Regions from separate parts of the Oncorhynchus mykiss genome. Here region 2 is linked to region 1. Evidence: chromatin contacts called from public Hi-C data. All regions are on one chromosome and are shown on one strand. The core of a region is the stretch at or near the end of the contact, and the rest is flanking DNA. Distances in the headings are between cores, read along the strand shown. Region 1 holds the start of LOC110485861 (TAF5-like RNA polymerase II p300/CBP-associated factor-associated factor 65 kDa subunit 5L). Region 2 holds the start of mrpl4 (39S ribosomal protein L4, mitochondrial).

Region 1 (5,532 bases), core at 223-2,722:
TGCCCACAGTAACTAGCATAGCATTTACAATATATTGCTTCATACTAAGTGGTAAGCTAGTATAATGTTGCAAAGCAGCGTACATATCATCAGTCTCTACACAATTGTGAAGTACCTGAGAGAAAATTGCGTAGTCTGGAAAATTGGGTCTCGTACTGTTGAGGGTCAGCTTGACAAGGGGCAGCAGAGACAATGTTTGCACACCCCGACTCTGCCTGCACTGCTCAAAGAAAGAGAGACAATTAATAAGATTAGGTATACGAGTAATCACCATGAGTGTTAATACTGTTAATACTCATCCTAAACTGAAAGATGATGCTTGAGCTTCTCAATAAGTAAGATTTGCTGAATCATGTCTGCAAAAATAGTTGGCATCATTCACCCATTCAATCTGTGATACTAGTTTCACTTGATTTGGTCACTGATCTTTGCATTTGATACCGGCCAGCTGCCAATTCAAAGCCTCACCTGTGAGGTTGGCAGCCATCTCCTCTGCGGACTGGGACAGTTTAGCCCCCTTCAGGGAACTTTCAGTATCCACATACTGCCTCCGCTTCAGGTACTGAGCTACAGTGTACTGGATCTGCTCCGTGCGTACCCGCTTCATAACCTGGGAAAACACAAAACAGTATAGCAGCCTGGACAAAAGTAAAAGGCTTTATCTGTGCATTAAGACGTTGTTTAGCTGATGTAACCTACTGCATTGCATTAACATGTTAGTTAACTCATTACAAACACTGCTAGAAACTAGATAGCTATATTTATAGCTTCCTGGGATTACATTGACCCACGAGTAATTCACTTCAGTGCTGTTGAAGAGAAAAATGGGCTATATGACTAGCTAACACTTGCCAACGGAACCATTCAATAAAACTGCTAGCCAGTGTTAGCAAGGGTCGCCATGGAAACTTGGGAGAATGTCCGTACAAGTGAGCAACAAATGCACTGGTAAAAATACGCACCAAACAGCTTAAGCAAAGAGTATTTATTGCAGTCCTGTCATTAGCAAAATAACGTTAGCCAGCAGCTAAAGTTAGCTAAACTAGGCCCTTCGAACTTTAAGCGGGTTTAGCGAAAAACATATCAACAACATCATGGCCACTCACTGCATATCGTGCTGATATTCTTCCTTGTCAGTTACATCTATTAAGGAAATTATATTTATGCAATGTGATTTGTTCTTATCACAAATATCCCGCTGCCTTTCGTAGCAACCCCATCATCATGTATGTCCACCCCTTCCATCAAATAGCAGCTCGCTCACATCTTGGAGTCATCGATTGATCGACTCGTCTTGCCTGAATGTGATGGCAGGAAATCTATATCGTGTTCTGTTTACTGCCAACCAATACACAACAACTAGCTACTTGCAAAAGGCAATCAATTTACAATCAGTAATAGTGTCATTTTAATTGAAGGTATTATTAATAAATGACAATGCTATTCGTAAAAAATGTATTAGTGTTCAAACAAATGTTTTCAATGGCACGATCTAGTGGACCAACTATGTACTGCGAATCTGAGTTTGTATTTCATGACGTATATTTCATGCGCCTGAAGTTTCATATTGTGCGCGCAAAATAAGAAGAGCTGTCTGGAGTTGAATGAATATTGAACATTTTGGGGCACAGCTACGATGTTTAGCCCTCGTTCTACCCCTAGTTCAGGCCGAAGGCAGTCCTCAAGAGGCACCGGTAGAAAGAGTCTCGCCGGTACACCTACAGGGCTTCTCTTTTCCCCACGTAGGACGTCGTTAGCAGCGAGGTGAGTGTCCATGCGCCATCATTGTCAACAATGTCTCTTGAGGCACAGTCACTCGTGGAGTGTTTTTTAAAAACTGCTCGCCTTCTCATTTCCAGATCAACTCCCACGCGTGTCCAGAGCTACTCAACTTCAGACGCACTCCACTTCGATGTCCAGACGTTTGGCTCTTCTCTACCTGTCAAAGTCATGGAGGCTTTGACAATGGCTGATGGTGGGTCATTGACTCTTTCCTGTCATTATCTCTCTGCGAGTTATACATACTGTAGAATGCATTGTACAGGTCATCCGGATCAATGCAGTCTGGCTGATGTTCTCTCCCACGGGTTCTGTGTTTTGTGTCCCTCAGCCGATGACCAGATCTCTGTGAAGGTGGATGAGAGTGGCTGGGCCTGGATGGTGTGTGGAGAGAGACTGATCATCTGGAAGATCTGCCAGACTGCTGTTGCAAAGGTACAGTCCATTAGGTCACACCGTAGCGAAACGCTTTGAAACGGAACACAAAATGAGTGCTCCTTATTGGGCAAGTCCAGGTAGAACCCTACCTCTTTGTGTCACTCCGTTTCAACACTGGATACACAACCCTGGTAGATAATTATGAGATATGCAACACATTGATACAGTGTGTCCTATAATTAAAAGAAAAACATGCATTGCCAATGAGTGAACTTTCTCTGTTGTGTCTCCTAGTTGTCAGTATGTAAGGGCCTCCAGCTGCCTACTAGTGAGTTTGCCTACTATGCTGATCTCGTCTCCATATCATCTCCCAGCCCTCTGGAGACTGCCAGTGTTCAGGTAATCAATGACTATCAGGAAACTAACCTATTCAACCTCCGAAAATGCAAAAAAGTTCCCACCTGTCTGCCTAATGACTTTGCTGTTACAGTAGCTTTTAAGCAGCTAGCCTGAGTGTCAGTGTCTTTCTGCTTTAGTCTACTCGTTGTCTTTGACAAGGCGTTGAACTGAAATTCCAATCGACACACCATCAGTCGTGGTTGTTTACTGTTGTGGGACTTTTTCTTGAATGCTCAGTCTATCTCTGTCATGGCGGTGGCTCCAGAGGGAACAGCCCGGTTCTGGCCCAGTTTGGCCCACGAGGGGAATTACACTGAGACTGTGGTCGACATGGGCGAAAACCTCTGCAACTTTGTTGTGGCTGTTAGGGTAAGTTGTTATGTTGTGTATGCGTTGTTCTTGTTTTGAATACAACGCTGCTCCCTCAATCACAGATAAAGATGTATAGAGCAGGTTCTCATTATTAGTGGATTGAGAATTGCCAACAAATTGTGTGTAAAACGGTAGCACACATTTTATTTTTTTTATTTTATTTTTATTTCACCTTTATTTAACCAGGTAGGCTAGTTGAGAACAAGTTCTCATTTGCAACTGCGACCTGGCCAAGATAAAGCATAGCAGTATGAGCAGACAACACAGAGTTACACATGGAGTAAACAATTAACAAGTCAATAACACAGTAGAAAACAAAGGGGGAGTCTATATACAATGTGTGCAAAAGGCATGAGGTAGGCGAATAATTACAATTTTGCAGATTAACACTGGAGTGATAAATGATCAGATGGTCATGTACAGGTAGAGATATTGGTGTGCAAAAGAGCAGAAAAATAAATAAATAAAAACAGTATGGGGATGAGGTAGGTGAAAATGGGTGGGCTATTTACCAATAGACTATGTACAGCTGCAGCGATCGGTTAGCTGCTCAGATAGCAGATGTTTGAAGTTGGTGAGGGAGATAAAAGTCTCCAACTTCAGCGATTTTTGCAATTCGTTCCAGTCACAGGCAGCAGAGTACTGGAACGAAAGGCGGCCAAATGAGGTGTTGGCTTTAAGGATGATCAGTGAGATACACCTGCTGGAGCGCGTGCTACGGATGGGTGTTGCCATCGTGACCAGTGAGCTGAGATAAGGCGGAGCTTTACCTAGCATGGACTTGTAGATGACCTGGAGCCAGTGGGTCTGGCGACGAATATGTAGCGAGGGCCAGCCGACTAGCGCATACAAGTCGCAGTGGTGGGTGGTATAAGGTGCTTTAGTGACAAAACGGATGGCACTGTGATAGACTGCATCCAGTTTGCTGAGTAGAGTGTTGGAAGCCATTTTGTAGATGACATCGCCGAAGTCGAGGATCGGTAGGATAGTCAGTTTTACTAGTTTTACATACATTTTGAACATATTTATCTGATTAAACATTATGTGCTGTTGATTTCATCCCACTTCTTCTCCTCCCTCATCCCACCATCCCTCTCTTCCCTCAGGGGGGTAGTTTCATCGTGTCATCCTACAAGGGCCAGATGATGCGCCTCGGGGCGGACCCCTCCGGAAAGCTGCAGCAGAGGGCGCTACAGCAGGGCCAGGGGGTGCTCTCCGGCATCGGACGCCGCGTCTCCAGCCTGTTTGGCATGCGCGCCCCGCTCACCAACAACAATGCACGTTTCTTCTAGTGGAGTCCTATGAATCCCCAAATGATGGTCATTAATTGGTAATATGGTGATATCAGCTCACAGACCCTCTCCTCCCTCTGTAGCTCCACAGTGTTCTGTGGGTGGGCGAGACGGGCTGCCTGTATACTCTGACCTCCTGTGGGCTCAGTAAATGGGAGGTGGATGAGGTCACAGAGCACCAGGTCCTCAGCTGGGACTCCAGCCGCGCTCTAACGGAGAGTGTCGCCGACGCCATCTGGGTAAGCAGAGCAACACTTTACATGAATGTTGTGTTGCGTTACTTTATGTCAGGTTGCGGTAAATCACGGTGCGTTACTTTGAGGTGAACCGTCCTCTTGGTTGTACAGGTAACTGTCAAGATAAAGGAAACACTAGAGTAAATGAGGGACACAAAGCATGTGCTTCCTGAGTTAACATATCATGTTTAGCCATTTTGGTTACCGTGGCTAGAAGAGATCTCAGTTACTTTGAAAGAGGGGGATCAAAGGAGTATAGGGGGTTTAAAGTGTGTGTGTCTCAGTCACCAGATCTCAACCCAATTGAACACTTATATCAGATCCCGGAGCGATGCCTGAGACAGTGTTTTCCACCACTGTCAACAAAACACCAAATTATGGAATTTATTGTGGAAAAATGGTTTTGAATCCCTCCAATAGTGTTCCAGACACTTGTAGAATCGATGCCAAGGTGCATTGACGCTTTTCAGGCAGCTCGTGGTGGCCCAACGCCCTATTAAGACACTTAAGTTGGTGTTTCCTATATTTTGGTAGTTACCTATAGATTGGATGATTGTCCTGAAGGCATGATCTGTTTTCTCTCACCATCTATCAGGGGTCAGAGAGCAACTATGAGGAAATCAAGGAAGGAGTGAACGTTACCTACATGGACATGCAACTGAGCCAGTAAGTCGAGCTCTCATCTCGGTTTCTGGATGTGTATTTATCTCACTACGTGATTTGATGTAATAGTCAGCTGGTGACTGCAACTTTTTATGATTCTACATACTTCTGACTATAATTTTGTTTTCCAGGGATGGCCTGGTAGTGTTGGCGGCAGCCTGGCACCCTTCAGACTCCCCCTGCCTGGCCTACTTCTGCCTGGTCACCCTGCTGGACAACGGCAACAACATTTCTGATGAGCTCTCTGTGGAGGTCACCAAGTACAACCCCCCCTTCCAGGTCAGTCTTCACTCAATTGGGCTTCAACTGAAATTGTGTATTATGATTCACAAAATGTTTTTTTTTTGTTTGTTTTTTTGAGTTTGAAAGTGGCAATATGTTCCTTAAGTAGACTTTCTCTAAAAAAGCTCAAG
Region 2 (5,852 bases), core at 153-2,652, 160 kb after region 1:
CACCAGCTTTCATATGTTCTGAGCAAGGAACTGAAACTTTAGTTTTCTTACATGGCACATATTGCACTTTTACTGCAACACTTTGTTTTTGCATTATTTAAACCAAATTGAACATGTTTCATTATTTACTTGAGGCTAAATTGATTTTATTGGTGTATTATATTAAGTTAAAATAACTGTTCATTCAGTATTGTTGTAATCGCCATTACAAATAAATAAATCGGCATCGGCTTTTTTGGTCCTCCAATAAATAGGTATCGGCGTTAAAATCATAATCGGTCGACCTCTCGTACAGAGCTTTGGGTATAAACCTACAGAAATATGCCTGTACTTCTCATCACCTCATTTTTATAATATGGTCATAACAGCAGTCTGAGAAAGTTCATTATTGGTTTGCTACTTACAATTCTCTTGAAATTTCTCTGCCAGAGTTCAACTTCGTGGAGTATGTCAATCCTGGTGGGAACAAAATAATTTGTGTCACTGTTCCCACCAAACGATAAAGCACTGAATATGTAAGTCTCTCTGGATAAGAGCCTCTGCTGAATTACTTAAATGTAAATACAATGGCTAGACATTGACAGTTTTACCTGGTAGGGACTGCAAAGACATCGGGATGGAGGTCAACCAAACCCAAAAGTTTACTGTCCCGCCTCTCCAACGTCTCCACCCATGTCTGTACTGGGCTCAGGTGTACAGGGACGGCAGCATCACACCTCCTCAACACAGGAAGACTGGAGTCTGATGGAGGAGGGGGCCTCTCTGGAAAGCGATCATAAAACATCAATAGCTTTCTTACATCTGACCTAGTTGGAAATTAATGCTCTGAAATGACAGACCAACATTGCATTCAAGAATGGGGGAATAAAACTTGATTCTTCAAATTCGCACCATCAGTTCAATGATCCATAGTGCATGATAGAAGGCAGTGAATGAAAAAGCAGACCTTACTTGCTCTTGCATGGTCCACGAGATTGGAAGGGATGCGTAAATTTGAGGGTAGAGCGTTCTCACCAGAGAAAGATGAAGATAACTAAAAAAAGGGACATCTGACAATGAGCTTTTATATGTGCCAGCAGTAATTTCAGCCACTACATCTTTATATATCCTCAATAAAGTGACAGCTAGCTAAGTTAGCATTAGCCTAGTTTAACGCTCACCATTTTAGAAATGCCTCTACCACACACTGCAACTGATATACGAAACATTTCTGTAAACCTAATTAAGACAACCAAATACGTGCGACTTCTTGAAAACAGTCTTTGAAGAGATCATATTCTGAAACAAACATGCATTTTCTAGATATTTCCAAATAAGAAAGGTCATTCGGCAATGCTGGTGTGTTGTCGCATACTGATGACGTTTATGTTGCGTAAACGCAAGCGTAATAAGACTGCCACCTAGCGGTGCGGAGGTAAACATCTCTAATAGGTGAAGCCATACTATAATTGTTTTTTCAAATATAAATATTTATACAAAAATAGCAGTTGAGTAAAAAAATAAATAATAATGATTCTCAGCTTGAAATTTTTAATTTTGCCAAACATTATTTCAATGTTAAAAAGTAAGGGAAATAATAAACGAAGCCTAGGCTAATGCATTTTGAAGTTGTTTTGAATTAATTCTTTTGTTGAATTCATGTAAAGAAAGATAAAACAAGGGTTTTATAAAAGTTTCGAAATCCCATTTTATTACAATGTAGCAAGTGTAGAGTAAAAATACCATTCAAATAGCTTATCAGCAGAACATAAACCTTTCATACATTTTTTAAATCACTTGACAAAAGAAAGCTTTACACATTCGTTCTCAACATGTTCATAACAAATGCCAAACAATTTACATTAAAAAAAGTACAAATATGTGAAAATAATCTGATGCTTGTTTTATACGTAACAGACGTTTTCTGCATTATGTTTCAACAGAAGATTGTGATTCAAACAAACCTAAAATGACATTTAGTCAGTTGTCTGAATGCTATATAAGCTTTGAAAGCCAGAATGTTGACCCTTTTAAGTTCTCATCTTCTGGAACTTCAAGGTCCACATTTGATGCACTGAAATCGAGACTTCTGAGTGTTTGAGATCGACGGTTTGACTCTTCCTTGTGCCGATTTTTCAGGCTCCCAGTTCCGTCTGGTACATCCCCTTTGACATGTTTGGGAAATGCAGTGACAAAATATGCTTCTTGATCTTCAGACATTTTGGGGTTTGAACCATGAGTACAATTTGGCATAGACATTACAATTTCAGACTGTTTTGGACTTCTCCTTTTTGTTCTGCCAGTTTCACCAGCTGGGGCTTTTCTATGATGTTTATTGCCCTTGAAGTCAGTTCTGCTCAAATTTAAATCTGTCTGTGAAACCTCTACTCCATACCCTGGCTGTGGGAGTTTAGGGACTGAGGCGTTAATACTGGCAAGACTTGAGTCTACATCAAGGTCTGGTATTCTTGTATGACTACCCAATTTAGTCTTAGATTTGGGAATTTTTAATTTCCCTGTGGGATCGTTAAGGTCTGAACCTCGCAGCTCCAAACCAGATGCTTCGTACTCAACTTTTGGCAAGTCTATATCTGCAATGGGATAACTGACCCTTCCTTTGACCTTCCTAGACTTACTATCAGTGTGTGGCAGTGTCTCTTCGGTATCTATGTCCATTGCTTGCAATTTTAAATGCGCTACACCTGGGATATCAGATCTGCGTTTACTATGAGATGCCACTTTGTATTCTGGGCCTCTGATATCAGCTTTGGGTAAACTCAGGCTGACATCTGGGTGACTAACTTTCAAGTCTGGTGCTTTTAGATCCACTTTAGCCTTTGGAGGAGAAATGTCATGTGTTTTCATAAAGTCCATATCTGTACCTGCCCTTAGGTTGGGACTTCCAAACTGAGGCAATTTAAAGGATTGCAGTTCAAATTTTCGAGATTGTATAGCAATGTCACTGTCTGGCAAATTGAGATCAGCTTGGGGGCCGTTGAGATTTCCAGAGGGAACATTTATGTCTAAATCTGGACTACCGATCCCTGTGTTTACTTTCGGGGCTGACAAGCTCAGGTCCGGTCCATCAATGTCTCCATCTATTCCAGCATCTGGACCATTCAGACCAGAAAGGCTGAATTTAGGCATTTTGAGGTGGGGCATTTTGAAATTCCCAGAGGGGGAATCAATGTTCATATCTGGAGTGTCTACATCTATCTTAGGGGCTTCTAGGTCAACTGTAGGTAGGTCCAGGTCCGGTGAACCAATCCCACCTTTCATCTTTGACAATTTCAAACCTATGTCAGCACTTATGTCTTGATCTGGTCTTTTTGGTCTAGACAACATAAATTTAGGCATTTCGGGCATTTTGAATGTAGGAGTGCTGATGTCAAAACCAGGGGTTTTGATGCTACCATTTTGCCTCTCTATGGTTGGAACTCTGAATCTACCTGAGGGCATATCTGGAGCATTGAGGTCTAGTTTGGGACCTCTGAGATGATCCTTAGGTAGTCTCAAATCTGGGGGGCTGATTCCCCCTTTTAGCTTTGGGGCTGAGAGATCAATATCAGGTAAGTCATAATCAGGTGCATCTACATTTGGCCCAGATAGCCCGAAATCAGGCATCTTCAAATCAGGAATTTTTAGACCTGTTTTGGGTCCTTTGAGATTAGCTATGGGGGCATTGATATCTTTTTCTGTGCCGTCTAAGTCTCCATCAATGTCAACATCTGGTCTCTTTAGGCCCCTGAATTTAGGCATTTTAAATTTGGGCATTTTGAATTTCCCAGAAGGTGCATTTATGTAAAGATCTGGGGTATTCACATCTAGTTTAGGGGCTTTGAGGTCAGCATCTGGTACATTCATGTCTGGGGAATCAATTCCCCCCTTTATCTTTGGGGCTTTGAGATTCATTTTTGTGGATTTTGGCATTTTACCAGATAGCCCAAATTTGGGCATTTTCAGGTGACCAGAGGGGTCATCAATGTCCAGATCAGGAGCATTCAGATCAACCGTTGGTTTCTTCAATGTAGGTACTTTGACTTTACCTGAGGGCATATTAAAGTTTACATCTGGTGCATTGAGGTCTAGTTTGGGGCCTTTGAGGTCAACATCTGGCAGATCCAAATCTGGGTGACTAATTCCCCCTTTAAACCTGGGGGCTGAAAGATCCAAGTCAGGCCCCTTAACTTTTGGTCCAGATAAACCTAAATCTGGCATCTTGAAAGTTGGCATTTTGAATTTTCCTGATGGACTGTCAATATCAGCATCTGGAATGTTGAGGTCTGCTTTAGGACCCTTGAGTTTGGGAGATGACAAGTTCATATCTGGTCCCTCTATAGCGCCATTAATGTCAACATTTGGTCCCTTCAGGCCCCTGAATTTAGGCATTTTGAATTTCCCTGTGGGTGCATTGATGTCAAGATCTGGAGCAGTCATGTCTAGTTTAGCGGCTTTGAGGTCAGCATCTGGTAAATTCAGGTCTGGAAAATCAATTCCCGCCTTCATCTTTGGAGCTTTGAGATTCAATTTGGGAGATTTTGGCATTTTACCAGACAGCCCAAATTTGGGCATTTTCAGGTGACCAGAGGTGTCATCAATGTCCAGATCAGGAGCATTCAGATCAACCTTTGGTTTCTTAAATGTAGGTACTTTGACTTTACCTGAGGGCATATTAAAGTGTACATCTGGTGCATTGAGGTCTAGTTTGGGGCCTTTGAGGTCAACATCTGGCAGATCCAAATCTGGGTGACTAATTCCCCCTTTAAACCTGGGGGCTGAAAGATCCAAGTCAGGCCCCTTAACTTTTGGTCCAGATACACCTAAATGGGGCATCTTGAAAGTTGGCATTTTGAATTTTCCTGATGGACTGTCAATATCAGCATCTGGAATGTTGAGGTCTGCTTTAGGACCCTTGAGTTTGGGAGATGACAAGTTCATATCTGGTCCCTCTATAGCACCATTAATGTCAACATTTGGTCCCTTCAGGCCCCTGAATTTAGGCATTTTGAATTTCCCTGTGGGTGCATTGATGTCAAGATCTGGAGCAGTCATGTCTAGTTTAGCGGCTTTGAGGTCAGCATCTGGTAAATTCAGGTCTGGAAAATCAATTCCCCCCTTCATCTTTGGAGCTTTGAGATTCAATTTGGGAGATTTTGGCATTTTACCAGACAGCCCAAATTTGGGCATTTTCAGGTGACCAGAGGGGCCATCAATGTCCAGATCAGGAGCATTCAGATCAACCTTTGGTTTCTTCAATGTAGGTACTTTGACTTTACCTGAGGGCATATTAAAGTTTACATCTGGTGCATTGAGGTCTAGTTTGGGGCCTTTGAGGTCAACATCTGGCAGATCCAAATCTGGATGACTAATTCCCCCTTTAAACTTGGGGGCTGAAAGATCCAAGTCAGGCCCCTTAACTTTTGGTCCAGATAAACCTAAATGGGGCATCTTGAAAGTTGGCATTTTGAATTTTCCCGATGGACTGTCAATATGTGGAATATCTGGAATGTTGAGGTGTGCTTTGGGACCCTTGAGTTTGGGAGATGACAAGTTCAGATCTGGTCCCTCTATAGCGCCATTAATGTCAACATTTGGTCCCTTCAGGCCTCTGAATTTAGGCATTTTGAATTTCCCTGAGGGTGCATTGATGTCAAGATCTGGAGCAGTCATGTCTAGTTTAGCGGATTTGAGGTCAGCGTCTGGAAAATTAATTCCCCCCTTCATCTTTGGAGCTTTGAGATTCAATTTGAGAGATTTTGGCATTTTACCAGACAGCCCAAATTTGGGCATTTTCAGGTTACCAGAGGGGCCGTCCAGATCAGGAGCATTCAGATCAACCTTTGGTTTCTTCAATGTAGGTACTTTGACTTTAC

Evidence for each region. Hi-C and Micro-C count contacts between places; a contact is called where the count stands out from the background.
Region 2: a Hi-C map of liver shows a contact between it and region 1, with 3 times the contacts expected there. The contact joins the promoter of mrpl4 here to the promoter of LOC110485861 in region 1. A contact is called at or near these places in 2 of 3 Hi-C or Micro-C datasets (blood and liver).

What each region holds. Positions count from the first base shown.
Region 1 is chr13:20,136,268-20,141,799 of USDA_OmykA_1.1, forward strand. It overlaps LOC110485861 (TAF5-like RNA polymerase II p300/CBP-associated factor-associated factor 65 kDa subunit 5L), which reads right to left and starts at 1,473. Exons shown (of 5, transcript XM_021557061.2): 1 at 1,107-1,473; 2 at 469-610; 3 at 116-220. The coding sequence starts at 607. It overlaps LOC110485860 (nuclear pore complex protein Nup133), which reads left to right and starts at 1,531. Exons shown (of 26, transcript XM_036940548.1): 1 at 1,531-1,764; 2 at 1,860-1,975; 3 at 2,111-2,214; 4 at 2,452-2,556; 5 at 2,794-2,925; 6 at 4,035-4,205; 7 at 4,304-4,459; 8 at 5,052-5,122; 9 at 5,251-5,398. The coding sequence starts at 1,637.
Region 2 is chr13:20,297,195-20,303,046 of USDA_OmykA_1.1, forward strand. mrpl4 (39S ribosomal protein L4, mitochondrial) reads right to left here and starts at 1,403. Exons shown (of 9, transcript XM_021557081.2): 1 at 1,161-1,403; 2 at 952-1,033; 3 at 591-762; 4 at 405-456. The coding sequence starts at 1,208. It overlaps si:ch211-69b7.6 (neuroblast differentiation-associated protein AHNAK), which reads right to left. Exons shown (of 6, transcript XR_005035489.1): 6 at 2,611-2,681. It overlaps LOC110485877 (neuroblast differentiation-associated protein AHNAK), which reads right to left. Exons shown (of 5, transcript XM_036940555.1): 5 at 1,646-5,852. The coding sequence ends at 1,975.